2 separate regions of the Danio rerio genome follow, and region 2 is linked to region 1. A link is a contact called in public Hi-C data. All regions are on one chromosome and are shown on one strand. Each heading gives the region's core, a stretch centred on a gene start, on an enhancer-like site or on the middle of the called end of the contact. The rest is flanking DNA. Distances are from core to core; before and after follow the strand shown. Region 1 holds the start of mrpl15 (mitochondrial ribosomal protein L15). Region 2 holds the start of ostc (oligosaccharyltransferase complex subunit).

Region 1 (7,591 bases), core at 3,635-6,134:
GATTTTTAGTGCAGTATATGTACTTTTACTCAACTACATTCCTTCAACCTGCAGTCATGACTTCCTGTCCAATCAAATCACACATAGAAGGTCATCATAATGCATCATAATGAACTACTTCAAGACATGTGCACTTTACATTGCAGCAAACTGTTTGGAAGCATTAAAAGAGTCCAAGAAGATGTTCAAAATCTTAACACGCATTGACCCAGAGACTGTTTAGATGAGGGATGCCCAAACAAAGACCTGGAGGGCGGATGTCCAGCAGATTTTAGATCCAACTTGCCTCAACACACCTCCACAGATGTTTCTAGAAAGCCTAGTATGAAATTGAATAGCTAGCCCAGGTGCGTCTAACTGGGATTGGAACTAAACTTTGCAGGACACCGGCCTCCGAGGACAGAGTATGGGCACCCCTGGTTTAGATGCATGTCACTGATGAGAAGATGATGGATATTTACTGTATGATGACCGAAATAGCCTTAAACTCCCAGCAGACACAAGACGTCAAGATGCAGACACACAATGTCATTATTGGACATCAAAATAATGTTGTCCTTAGACGCTGGCTAGACATTGAATTTTGAATTTTCTGACATTGTGTGCCTGCCTAGCAATAACTAAATGCACTACACAATGTTACGTTTGCACACACACATCCACAAATTACATGTATATGCATCAACTTTTGACAGCATAATACTCATGAGTACTTTTAAAAGGGCTACTTTTTACTCCTACTTTGATTAATATTTACAACAGGTACTTTTATTCTACTCACACTACATTTTTAGGCAAGTAATGGTACTTTTACTTAAATATGCTTTTTCAAAACTCTTTCCCCCACTGTATATAAATGATTAAATGGCGCTACTTTAAATTAGCTTAAATTAAATGGTGTGAAAAGAGTCGGGATGCAACAATTCTAGATATTGGTTGTATGATTATAGTCTGAAGAATAATCACAATTTCAAGGTTTCATGATTATTATGCATTCATTCATTTCAAAACACTACTAGTTTAGAAAATAACACATAACCAAACATAATTTGACTTAAAACTAAGTGAAAAAATGATTTTGACATTTAAACATAAGTAATAATTTTACACTACAAATTACAATTAATAAAAGTAAACAAAAAATAAAATTATAAATAAATAAAAAATAAGAACTAATTAATAATAGTATTCGTCTAATGTTAATCTAAGCTTTTAGCTAAGTATTTCCCTTTAAAAGAGAACAAATGTAGTCAAAGGCTGCTAAACCTCTGTTTGAAAGGCACGTTTGATCAACTAAATTCTAAAATGGTTTAGTATTTTTCATTTTTATTTATTTTTTCTCTTTGGAGTAGAAATGTGTAAATTCCATACAGAGTATGAAGCTGACTGGTCAGTTTTTGTCATGTGACTCGGTGTGCTCTCGCTATATTCATTTAACTAGGTGCAATTGGAAAGTGTAAGCATTTCGTGCCACATGCAAGTCACTCCCAGCATGTCACAAGAAAAGAAATAAGAACTTGTCTACGCAAAAGATGTCATATGTACAGTAAATGGCCGTTAGTTAACAGCCGCAGCCATAGTTAATCCAGTGTTTGTGTTTTAGACTATGTTCACACTGCGAGGTTTAGTGCTGAAATCTGATTATTCCCAGATCTGATTTTTCTTGCATAGCTTTTTTTTCTTTCTGACCATCGGTGTAGTAAACTCATCAAGGGTTAATGAGCAGCCGCAAAATGAACTGTAAAGGCGGAGTTGGTTTATCTCTGTTTGCAGAGTTATTAGACAACAGGTCCATGCAGAAGGGAAGTTTGCGTGTTAGAGCACCTGCCTGTTTTTTTCTCTTGGAGAGAAAGTTCATCCTAAAATGAAAATTTGCGCACATATCGTTTTTTATTCGGATTAGAAAAACAATAATAACAAATCGCCAAACTACACGATTAGCAAAATAATTGATAGTTGCTGCCCTAAATGTGTGCAAATGTGGGGATACTGTGGCTGTCGACTAAAAGAATAAAACATTGAAAAGTTGCACAAAAGGGAGCTGATAATAACAAAATTATATAAACATATACGTCAATACGGTAATAAGACCTGTGATTGGCATTGTAGCCATATTTTGAAATCATATATACTGAAATCATAAGTAGAGTAAAGCCTGATTTATACTTCTGCGTCAGGTGACCGGCGTAACCCACGGCGCAGGCAACGCGCGTGGCTGTGCATTTATACTTCTGCGCGCTCTCTCTGTCGGTCTGCATTAACCCTTCCGAAACGCTAGTTGGCATTGAGGTGTAAATGTTCCTCTGTGTCGAGTTTCTTCACTACTCTTTTGCATTTCCTGAACACTTCCGGGATGTACAAGTGGCTCAAACTCGCTCATTTTGAGGCAGGAACCGGCGGACGTGCAACAACTTTAACTATGAGGTAAACACAAAACAAAACTTTCCATCCGGAGCTCCTTCACGGTACTCCACACTTGTAAACAATCACTCGCGCGCTGTCGCGCTATTCGCCCGGCTCTGCCCCGCCCAGACTCGTCATCGCTACCAAGCCGACCAATCACAGAGCTTACGCTACGCGTCGCTGCGACGTGTAGTTACATTTTTTGAGAGGTGCACGTCAGTGACGGCGATGGCCACGGCGAAGGGCTATGCGTCAGCGCCGTAGCATACGCCGGTGTTTGACGCAGAAGTATAAATCAGCCTTAAGAGTGTAAGTATACTAACGGAGGCTCCGTGGATCGTAGTAGCTGGTTGTGATAACACCCCCATTTCGCTCAACTGCAGCGATGGCTTTCTCCGAGGCAGCCTGGACCTCCAGGTTTACTTTTGCACAAAATATATCAGCACCCTGCAAAAACAGACACATACATGATGGCTTCAGTGAAATCTCCCATGAATTATATTATAAGTCGAATTCAAATCTGTTAGGATTCAAAAACAACAACATTAAAAAAAGAAGAATTAATCAAATACACACCTCATCAACAAGCTGAACGCCATAGTCTCGTTTTTGAGGCTGGATCTCAACTCCTCGTCCATTGACAAGCTGAGTTAAATCGATGGGTTGACTGGGGTCAATGTGACCCAAATCTATTAAGTACTGAAGTCTGCGCAGGGATAATGGGGGATACTGTGGCTGTCGACTAAAAGAATAAAACATTGAAAAGTTGCACAAAAGGGAGCTGATAATAACAAAATTATATAAACATATACGTCAATACGGTAATAAGACCTGTGATTGTCATTGTAGCCATATTTTGGGATGACAAGATAGAATGGAGTCTGTCCACCCTCAAAGCCCAGTCGCGGTCGATTACAACGCTGTCTTTCACCTTTATGTCCCCATCCACTTCTGTTGCCTCCATGCATTCCACGGCCTCTGCGCTTTTCCTGTAAAGTGATATGCAGAATATTAGTCTAGTAATAATGTGTACTCTTGCTCTTTACACCTATTTTTTTACATTTCTAAAATCCAGTTATTTTAGGCATATAAAAATAGTAAATTATTGCATGATTCAGCAAATTAAATTTGCAAAGGAAAATTTTCCTGAACATTTTTATAGTGGAAGTCTCTCACACTCACAGAAATAAGCTTTCTTCAGCAATGCAAAACTATCTGGATACAGTTTTCTGCTTTATTAATAAACTAGCATTTGTTAATAGAAGACTATGTTTATGTGCAAAACATAATCAGGCTATTTTGCTCCAAATGCAGCCAAGGATTGAACTGAGGTAAAATGTAATTTAATGTGTATTTATATAGCGCATTTATTGTGTATAGCCATACACCCAAAGCGCTTCACAATCATGAGGGGGTCTCTCCACACCACCACCAGTGTGCAGCATCCAATTGGATGATGCGACGGCTGCCACAGGACAACGGCGCCAGTGCGCTCACCACACACCAGCTATTGGTGGAATGGAGAGACAGTGATAGAGCCAATTCGGTGGTAGGGGATGATTGGGAGGCCATGATCGTATGGGCCAATAGAGGAACTTTGGCCAGGACACCGGGGTTACACCCCTGCTCTTTCACGAGAAGTACCATGGGATTTTTAATGACCACAGAGAGTCAGGACCTCGGTTTAACGTCTCATTCGAAAGACTTAAGAGGTAAAGTGTAGGGTCTACAATGACATGTAATATACAGATTAATTAATGTACTGTTATGCACTGTTAAGCACAACGCATATTTGTAACTGTAAACCATTAAAAAAGCTAATAAACAAACTTATCTCTATGAAAGGTCCCTATATTGTTTACCACAATACTTTAAATATTCTGAAATCTGAAAGATTTGTCTGTCAATCACCTGAAAACATTAGCAACATTTAATTGACTTTAAACAGTGTTGTACTTTAATAGTCATTGTCTACTACTATGATTTCCATATTTATAATTTGGAAAAAAAACACTTTACTGAGATAATATTAAGTATTATAAATATAAATTATATTAAAGCCTGAATGCGAGATTATAAAAAACATTACCCCAATTTTGACATTAATGATGCCTTTAGAATCTTTTAGAGTCTAACACTGTGACCAACACACAAAATAACTTGCATTGTAAACACATACATAAAACTTAATGTAAGAAGCATTCGTTTTCCAACAACAGGTTCTTATCTACAAACATCTACTCATAAATTTCACACTATATAACCATATACTACAATTGATCATGCTCATGCTCTTTAGCTCGGCAGCTAAACCGCTAATTCCTTACATTAAAACATTTAACATAAAATAGACTTACTAATGTTTTTGCACCCGGGTTTGGTCGAAGGTTTGCCAGTGTAATGCGAGGCAAATTCTTTACTATTTCTATCGTTTTCCCCCCTGGTTTCTTTATTAAAGACATTTTAGAGCCACAGAAATGCTAGTCAAGGGCAGCTGACATCGGGAGACCCACGTGGTACACCAAACCGGAAACACTAGTGGAGAAAGGGAAAAAAAGACATACGAGACCAAAATCATGAAAAAAACTATTGATATAAACGCACGAATATATAGTAAATAAATAATACCGCGCCTGTATAAGTTGATGTGATCGTACTTTTTATAATTGATAATGTTTAAAAATAAAAGGATCAACAAAAGTAGAGACATTTCAGTATTGCTGTAATACTTTTGTTTAATTGTTACTATTTTCAATAATATATGCATAATGAACGTTTGGATTTTAGCAAACAAACAAACAATAAATAAATGAATGAATAAATAAATAAATAAATAAATAAATAAATAAATAAATAAATAAATAAATAAATGAATAAATAAATAAATAAATAAAGAAATAAATAAATAACTGAAAATTAATGTTCCACACTCCACCCAGCAGGTGTCAGTAATGGATTTAAAAGCTGTGTGTTGACCGTCATAAAATTAAAAAGAATCGTTGATGTTAAAGCCCACTGAGCCATCGTAGCTTTTTGTCATTGAATGTAAGCCTTCGGGATTTTTTATGTGTGGTAATAACATGTCAGCGCCGTTGCCAACAATTGTGCCCGCCGCTTGTAAAGCCACGGCCGCGGTAGGTGATACCATGAGCACAAAATTACAGGCAAATGGCAACAGCCCTCTCGATTTAACCTTAAGATAGCATAGTATAATATACTTATATGAATGTTATAAGCATGTGTTTCTTTTCACCAGGTGATATTCCTACATGGACTGGGAGACACAGGGTAAAGTGTGTCATTATTTTGTGGCATGACTAAGTAAACACTTCAATGAAATTAATAATTAGCCATTACATATTTTTGACAACGTGTACACTACCTTTTTTCAGACATGGATGGGCTCAAGCTATGGCTGGTATCAGGACCCCTCATGTCAAGTACATTTGCCCCCATGCGTATGTACAAAGTTGATTTTTATACATCACTTTAATATAAACATACACATTGACATGCATGCAATATAGGTCTTTTCTATTGTGATTGTTGCCTGTGTGATTATGCCAAAAATAAAATATTTTTAAACCTTTGACATTAAGATTGTACTCATCATCCAAACAAATGGGGTTGTGTAAAACCATTTCAGATTTGAAAGTTTCTTCTAAAATGAGCATTTTTCTCAGGCTCTGTGTGTAGGTTCAGTAATTGCACTATTACGACAATTATTATTTTCTTTTCATTGCCTTTATAATGACATGCCTAATTGACATGCCTGAACATAAACATCTGAGAAAAATACTCATTTCTGGACAACATTTCACAAGGCACTTGGAGGCTTTTGCATCAGAACTCAATTTTGTACTTTGTTGCTTTTTTAGTCACTTAAATGCATGAATGCCTCTAGTTTTGGCCATTCCTTTAACAGAAATGAGCATTACCCTGGTAATTCTAGGGTCAGAGCAGAGGATATTTACTGAACTGTTGACTGGATGCGTGATGATTTTATGGCATACACAATTAAACCTGTTGATGCATATGGAGCTGTTCATTAATTTAGTTTTAAAGAAATATTAAAGGAGACAAAAAGAAAACATGATTTATTTCTTCATGTTTGCAGTTTGCATAAACAAGTACAAAAGTAACTGGTAATTGCTGTTTTAATATTTTGACTGTTTAAAATTGTTATTATAAAACTAAAATAATCTAGGAATTGGCAGTTATTTCAAACGGTCATTATTTGATTTAATAAAATAGTCTTGCTAATAATGTAAGTGCATGACTGGAATAAAGAGTCCAGTCATAGTCCTGTCATAGACTTTAGTTTTAAACCCTGCCTTTTGTTATCAGGAGTGTACTGTGTGATAGTTTCAGACATTGATATTTTGCAGTCAGAATACTCACTCACTTTCCTTCTGCTTATTCCCTGCTTTACCAGTGTTCACCACAGCTGAATGACCACACATCAATGTGTGATCTCGGGTCATTTAGTGTATAATAGGCAGATTTTATGTTTATTTATTTAGATTTTATGCTGTAACTGTTCAGTAAATTTAGCAAGTGTGTGATGCAAAGCAGTTACTTATTCAGTAATGTTAAATAGTGAAATTAAAGATATTTAATTTAATAAAAAACACAGATGCAGTTCACAATATGGTAATCAAAAAACAGCATAAAGATCACTGATTATTAAAGAAAACAGATCTTAAATGCTGTGATTTTGTAATAGAAAGTCAGTTCATCGGAAACTGTTGTGCTGGCTGTCCGAAAGTTTTTAAGTCCATGTGCATATAACCCATTATGATTCCATCTTACTGTTTTACTGCATAGTAGAAATGGCCCTCATACATTTGCATTATTTTTAACCTTCTTTCTCTTTCTACTTTTTTTCTCATTTTCTCGGTTTTTTTTTTTTTTTTTTTTTCTCTCTGTAACTGACGAACAGGCCTGTCATGCCAGTCACCCTCAACATGAACATGGCAATGCCTTCTTGGTGAGATAAACACTTGTTTGCTTATACAGCATTAACCTAAATAGCTCTTCACGTATAACATATTTAACTGATGTGAAATGTATGATGTTGCTCTTAGGTTTGACATAATTAGTCTCAATCCTAATGCACAAGAAGATGAATCTGGAATTAAAAGAGCTGCTGAAAACGGTTAAGTATAATAATAATAAGGCATTTTAG
Region 2 (7,591 bases), core at 2,328-4,827, 330 kb after region 1:
TCTAAAATGTGTCACGACAAGCTTATGCCCTCGTCCAGTCCTGATCCACATCTACGCATAGTAGGCTAAAGTGAAATAGCGAAGCCATCATTTAGCACTTAAGTGCGTGTAATACGAGGATGTATTGGGACGCGACCACTGAAGATGGGCGGGATCTCCATTTCGTTACTACTACGGCGAGCGAATAAGAACAAATACGTCAACGAGAAAACAGCACGCTTTTTTAGTGACGTTAATTAGTTTAACTATAGCTCTAACATAGGTCAATTCCTCAAGGGTTGCAGCTCTGCACAGTTTTGTTTCAACCCTAATTAAACATAGCTCTTTTGAACAACTCAATTGTTTGGATCAGCTGTGTTTGATTGAATCTTTTTCCCATGACTGTCTATAGGCTATACACATTCATAATATGTAAAAATGTAGAAAGTCTATGCATTCGGTCTTAAAGTCTCACCTCTGTTATTTAATGTTACTCAAAAAATCAGAATGAGAAAATGAGATTCGCTGCATAAATAACTAACTTAGTAACTTTAATCTGCTGTTTGTGTAAATTATACGGTGAAGAAAAGGTGATTGACTTTTGATAACTTTACACAATTTATGTATTTAGGTATTTATGTCATTTTATAATTAGTATATTACTCATTTTTATTTTTCTGCCTTTACATTGCTGCATGAAAGTCTGCCACTTGGACATGGCCTCACAGCCATTACCATAATGTTAGGTTCCTCAATCTGCTGACTGCATGTTAGTTTGATTTCATCTAGACATACCTTTGTTTAAGAATGTTGGTTGGAGATATTGCAAAAAAAAAAAAAAAGAAGGATACAGTAGATGTTTAATCAGGGCTTCCATTTTTTTTTAGTCAGAACAATAGCCAAAAACAACCAACTCAACAAGTTAAACTGTGAAAAAGACTTTAAAGTCTTAAATTATGCATTGTGTAAAAAAGAAGCCAGTTAATAGTTACAGTGCAAAACTTATGCCTCACATTATGACATCGGCGAAGTACTTTTTCAAGAAAAACAGTGTCAACTTAAACTAGCTGTATATAAGATGAAAGCTCCTGCTCAGAATGGTCAACAGTTGCAATGTTGTAGCAGTTCTGTTAGTTCTTAGTTCTGTTAAGTGGACCTTGGACCCTTTAATATTATTTGCTTTGACAAAGTTTTAGAGGCTAAACACTGAGAAGTGCCTTGTTAGGTTAGATAGACACTTTTGGTGATTTCTAGCTCTGCAGCCATTTGAATTTTAACAGGTCAAATTCATCAGTGTCCACTTCACTGGTATTCACTGGTACAATTAATCTGACTCCATTAAATTGTTATTATCATTGACATAGAGAAAGAATCTCAAATCCTTAAAGCAGGAAAAGTTGTTTAATTATTTACATGTTTAAATATACAGACAGTTAATTGAAACATAATAACACACTACTTTATAGACAAACTTAGCTGTAACATATGCACTGCTGTGCAAGACTGATGAGGCTATGTTTATTTAAAAAATAAATAAATAAATAAATAAATTATATATGTATATATATATATATATATATATATATATATATATATATATATATATATATATATATATATATATATATATATAAAAACATGAGCAACAAATAATGTTTGTTGCATTGTCTGCAAAGAAATACAGGTCAAAGTAAATTTAGAAATTCCCTACTTTCTTTTCTTTTCTTTTTCTTTTTCTTTTTTTTTTTGCACAGATGCAGAGGGAGCAGAGAAACACAATGATCATCAGAAAAGAAACACCAGTGACAAATTTTGTTAACTTTGCATTTTACAAAATTTCTGCCGGAAAGTATCCAATCTTGATAATCATGATATACTCACTAAATTAAGATTTTTTTACTATTCCTTAAAAATAAAGGCAGTCACACCAGTGACACCAATTAAACGATTCACATGAAATCATGGTATTTTCTTTTTTTAGATTATAAATCTGAAAATCTGCCGCTCTAGGCAAAGGACGGTCATGCCGCCCTCAACTAACCCTCTCTATTCCGCCGCCCTAGCCGTGTATATAACGGAGGGCGCGGGTGGTAAGGCGCCCGCAGACACCGCGCTCTCTATTAGTCGTGGAAATAACTGAGGGCGCAGGACAGGTGGTGAGGGTAGTGTCGCTGACGCGCCGGCCCTGCACTGTAGGGATAGGTAAACAGTTTGTGGTGCTTGGAATTTTACAGAAATAATTAAAACATATTTATTGTTACATTGACGACTCAATGTTCAAATAACACATTGTTTTATTTCAAAGAATAAGAAGTTGTAAACGTAAAGATTCAGTGTAATATTGTAAGTTTAGGGACAAAAATGCTTCTGTAGAATGATAATGTTTGCCATCCATGATCCAATGATGATTTGATCCTGACCAGAAGATATTTTAAGGCCATGTCACAGTATACATGCAATTAGGAAGATAATAAAAAATAGAAAAATCTATTTAGGCACCACAAGGTGTCACTGCGGTCTATACAAATTTACCCCTCCCCTCTGGCTCGATCGCGATTTCTAACTAAAAACACTCCCACTGAGTCCCACATAAATAATGTGGAAATAAAAAATAAATAACAATCATTAAAAAAAAAGATAAATATATATTTGAAATATATGTGGAAAATAGAAATAAAAAGGGGGGCAAAGCAAATGTGAGTAAAAACGTGTCCTATGCATGAGGTATAACAATTATTTTTGTATATCTTTTTTATTATTAATTGCAGGTACTCATTTTATAAACTTGAGAAAATTCATACATTGAAATCAAAGTCCAAGTCTAGCTAAAGTTTAATATTTAATATTAATAACAACAACTCAATAATATTTCTCAGTGATGGGTTGCGGCTGGAATGATATTCGCTTTGTGGTTGGTGGTTCATTCCACTGTAGTGACCCCTGATTAATAAAGGGACTAAGCTGAAAAGAAAATTTATATATATATATATATATATATATATATATATATATATATATATATATATATATATATATATATATATATATATATATATATATAATTAACATTCGATTAACATTTGATTTAATAATATTAATAAATAGTAGTAGTAGTTTTAATAACTTTTATTGATTTTCACGATTAAAATGAAATTATGAAGAAATCTTTTAAATGCAGGATGAAGAGTATAAAAGTAAGGAAGTTTATTCAAGATACACGTGGATTATTTAATAAAAAATAACATTTAAATTCGCCCATGGATGGGTTACATTTCATCACTGTTCAGCTTAAAAGAGGTCCTTGCACGCCACATCATGCTAGACTCTGGTATTGCAGGATAAGATATTTTGCATCTGCTGATAGGCGCATACTGTGACACTGTACAACATTAAATAATATTTTATTAGTACTGCGAGGGTTAGAGTAAGGGTAGACACTAATAAAATACAAATTTATAAATAACTATCGTTTACTTCCTGCCGCAGCTGTATCCCTACGCTTATAGGAACTTCAAGGCCTCTTCCTGTACACGTCGCTCTACGGCTAGTGTGACGTATGCATAAACCGGGCAAAAGCAGCAGTGCTCAGTTCTGAATTACATGCTAAACCATGGAGACTATCTTCAGCTTACCATTTACTGTATTGGAATGCCCAAATGTCAAACTTAAAAAACCATCGTGGCTGCATATGCCTTCTGCGATGACCGTGTATGCCGTCGTGATTGTTTCATACTTTCTCATCACCGGTGGTAAGAGTCTTGAAATCAATCCAGGCGAAACTAGCCATTAGCTTACGTTAAACTTTAGCATGTTGTCTGTTTGCACACAGCCGCACACTACTAATATTTGCAGCAGAGACTTAAATTGCTGTTTATAACAAGTTATAGAAAATGTTTTATTGGCAATTGATTGTTCGATTTACGTTCTTTGACAGTGCTTGTTAGCATTCATAAATGTGAAATTGTTTGCATATTGCACACTGCAGACAACTCTGTTCTGCCTCTGCTCAAAAATGAATTGGATTGTATTTTATTTTTATTTTGCTGGATCGTTTTTCATGTAAGCTGGTGTCCATCTTTGCAACAGTATACATTAACTCCAACGTAAAATCTCAATATACTTTACAATGTTTTCGTTTCCTAAAATATTCTATAAAACGTTGTCTTTACAAATAAAGTGGTTATGTTTTAAATGTATAGCCTTTACTTAAACTTCAGTTTATTATAGTCCCTCAATACATTTTATTATATTTAAAAGAAAATATGTACAAATTTGTGATGGGTGGACATTTGAGACTCTTTCATGCGTCACACTTTTTGTTGTCAGTGGTGCTTATATCGTCACCTTAGAATTATAAGGTTCTATCTGACATTTGTCAAAATTGAGTTAATGACATTCTTATTAAAAGACAACTTATTTACATTATGGGTTTTTTTAAAAAGTTGTTTACATTTTAAGACTTTTTATTTAAAAAACAAGTGTTACACACATACTGTTTGCTATATGGAATACAAAAACTTTAATATAACTATATATATATATATATATATATATATATATATATATATATATATATATATATATATATATAAGGGATGTGCGGAGCAGCCGGTATTTGTATCTGTATTTGTATTTGTTGAGGGGGGGAAAGTATTTGTATTTGAGTAAAATTCAAAATGTTGTAAAAATATATATTTTTTCTATTACACTTCTAATTTACGTTATAGTGCAAGTATTGTTTAATTATATAAATTATAATTATAGATATAAATTATATAAATTATAGACATGCAATATTGGTTGTTGTTTTTGAACATGTGACAAGAAACATCATTTAAAAGAAAATAACATAGAAGCCATTACCTCATCCATGGTTAAACCAACAACTAATGAAATACCATTGTGAATATTATGAGTCCCACCACCACCGTTCTTGTTGAAGGACACTGAATAGACAGAATAAAAACAAATAATACTTCAAAGAACTTTTCTTCTTCTTAAAGAACTTCTTTCCAATGCACATAATTCCAAAAACTAAAATTAATTAAATAAAACTATATAAACCCCTGACTGGGAGATCTGGCAGAACAAAAAGTATTCTATATAGTACTAAAAGATACAGCTTTGCTATTGTCATCTGCCTGCCACAAAACAGACACAAAGTTTGTTTGTTTGTTTTTTTTTAATGTTTGAAACTGACTTGCTGGGGCAGAATGTGGCTGTGTTGATGGTTTGGTGCTTGTGGATGATTTAGCTGAACATAGCTGTGCTGATTGAGGGGATTGATGCTTGTGGGGCGTTGGCAGACAGTATCAGGTGAGGATGATTTTAGTGCATGTGATAATACATTACATAGAGGGTTGCGCGATGGCACAGTGAGTAGCGCTGTCGTCTCACAGCAAGAAGGTTAGTGGTTCAAGCCTCGACTGGGTTCTCCCCATGTTGGCATGGGTTTCCTCCAGGTGCCCCGGTTTCCCCCACAGTCCAAACACATGCAATACAGGTGAATTGGGTAAGCTAAATTGTCCCTATTATATGTGTGTGAAAAAGAGTGTATGGATGTTTTCCAGTGCTGGGTAGCAGCTGGAAGGGCATCCACTGCGTAAAACATATGCTGGATAAATTGGTGGTTCATTCCACTGTGGCAACCCCAGATTGATAAAGGGACTAAGCCAAAAAGAAATGAATGAATGATTATGCATAGAAGAAGTTGACAGATGTTTAATATCTCTGCCTCTGCTGATTTCACTTTTGCACACATTACATACAGAATTAATTTGTTTTATCTGCAGCACCACTGACTGTAAAATGCTTCCACACAGAACTTGAAGGTTGTTTTTTTTTTTTTTTTTTTTTTGACTGGTGGAGGACCAAGAAATGGCTCAGCAGCAGTCTCACTCTTTTCTATTTGGGTGCCCAAATGTATTTGATGTGTTTCAAGTTAATTAAAAATGATGGGAAGCTATGCTAAGGTTAACTAGCCTATAGCATATATCTTGCTGTCTGCAAAAGACAGTAACTAATTTAGACGTACCATATAACTCCCATAAGTGCATACTATTCGACACAACTGCAAAAGCATCGTTTTAACCTTTATAAACGAACGTTAACATTACTCTGTCAACCGTCTATTGTCTAAAATACCGCGCTAACAGAGCTAACGTTACGTAAACAGAGAGCACTCGATTGCAAACGTCAAAAATGCAACGTAATAGAATATCCCGATCAAACCACGCTTCAACTACGCTACAAGTTTATAAACTGCCTCTGGAACCCAATTAAAGTACAAAAATCTATTTAACAAAAATAGTGTTGCAGTGAAGTATTTTTTTGCTCAGCTGAGCCTTCTCTGTCTGTTGCTGTGTGGAGAAGCCTGTGCCAGACACCTTTTACCTCCACCCCGCCCTCCGACTCCTGAGCGTCTCACTCTCTCTTTCTCTCACTCACGCGGGCATGCACTGTGGTCTCACGAGGAAACGCTGCTTTTTGATACAATGTTTTTCTTGCTCCCGAATACAAATAATTTTTCAAGTATTTGTTTGGAATAAGTATTCGCAAAGACATGCTATTTGTGTCTTTCCAAATACCGTATTTGGGTTTGGCTCCACCCATAAATATATATATATATATATATATATATATATATATATATATATATATATATATATATATATATATATATATATATATATATATATATATGAGCAATATCACACGAGTAGCAGTGCGGTATGGCTGTATATATATCGGCACTGGTGGGAGGCGTGCGTTGGCATATATACACACACACACACACACACACACACACACACACACACACATATATATATATATGTGTGTGTGTGTGTGTGTGTGTGTTTTAATTTGATTTTTTTTTAAGTATAAGCATTCTTGTGTGTTTTGCCTTCGATTTACTTCTCTAAGTAAAGAAATGTTTCTGGTTCTATATGTATATAATCTTTTAAACTATGGTATTACATTGTTTCTGAATTTTGGACCATGTAATGTGTACTGCTATATATATATATATCTGCTTTTTTCAGGCATCATATACGATGTGATTGTTGAACCTCCGAGTGTTGGATCAATGACAGATGAACACGGACATCAGCGACCAGTGGCCTTTCTGGCATACAGGTATGTGGCATAAAGTGTTTGTTATGCCTCATTTCCACTAAGTGGCATGGTACAGTATGGTTCAGAATGGTGTACGACAAAGTTGCAATTGATGTCATTCTCGCTTAAAGGTCACATATCGGATCCGAAGCACTTCTTACTAAACAAATGCTTTATATACATTTGTACTTCTGTATAAATGTTAATTACTAATCTTTCTATGAACAGGATTGGATTTTAACTGCAGATGTAGTTGTAGATGTAGATTTAGCAATGATAGTGTGAAATAATGCGCATCCTTACTATTAGGAGCTCAAGTTTGTTATTTCAAATATAGAAGCATGGTGAGGGCATGCAAATAGAGCTCTCTAGAGAAAGTTAACCCACTCATGCTTTTAGATGGCCTACATTGGCTTTCAAAAACTACAACAGGACACACAGAAGAATTTCTTCTTTTTGGCTTTGTGGCTGTTCTTACCAAGCTGATGACAAGGTT

Evidence for each region. Hi-C and Micro-C count contacts between places; a contact is called where the count stands out from the background.
Region 2: a contact with region 1 is called in a Hi-C map of an unstated tissue, with 4 times the contacts expected there. The contact joins the promoter of ostc here to the promoter of mrpl15 in region 1. A contact is called at or near these places in 2 of 18 Hi-C or Micro-C datasets (hematopoietic stem cells and an unstated tissue).

Annotation. Positions count from the first base shown.
Region 1 is chr7:59,924,393-59,931,983 of GRCz12tu, forward strand. It overlaps mrpl15 (mitochondrial ribosomal protein L15), which reads right to left and starts at 4,885. Exons shown (of 5, transcript NM_001003435.1): 1 at 4,761-4,885; 2 at 3,235-3,392; 3 at 2,980-3,145; 4 at 2,727-2,850. The coding sequence starts at 4,865. It overlaps lypla1 (lysophospholipase 1), which reads left to right and starts at 5,392. Exons shown (of 8, transcript NM_001017616.1): 1 at 5,392-5,537; 2 at 5,660-5,691; 3 at 5,796-5,861; 4 at 7,346-7,393; 5 at 7,491-7,561. The coding sequence starts at 5,469. The region is part of intron 3 of LOC110439952 (transmembrane protein 236-like); the gene reads right to left.
Region 2 is chr7:60,252,028-60,259,618 of GRCz12tu, forward strand. ostc (oligosaccharyltransferase complex subunit) reads left to right here and starts at 3,578. Exons shown (of 4, transcript NM_200269.2): 1 at 3,578-3,728; 2 at 7,023-7,116. The coding sequence starts at 3,590. It overlaps haus6 (HAUS augmin-like complex, subunit 6), which reads right to left and starts at 74. Exons shown (of 16, transcript NM_001079974.1): 1 at 1-74.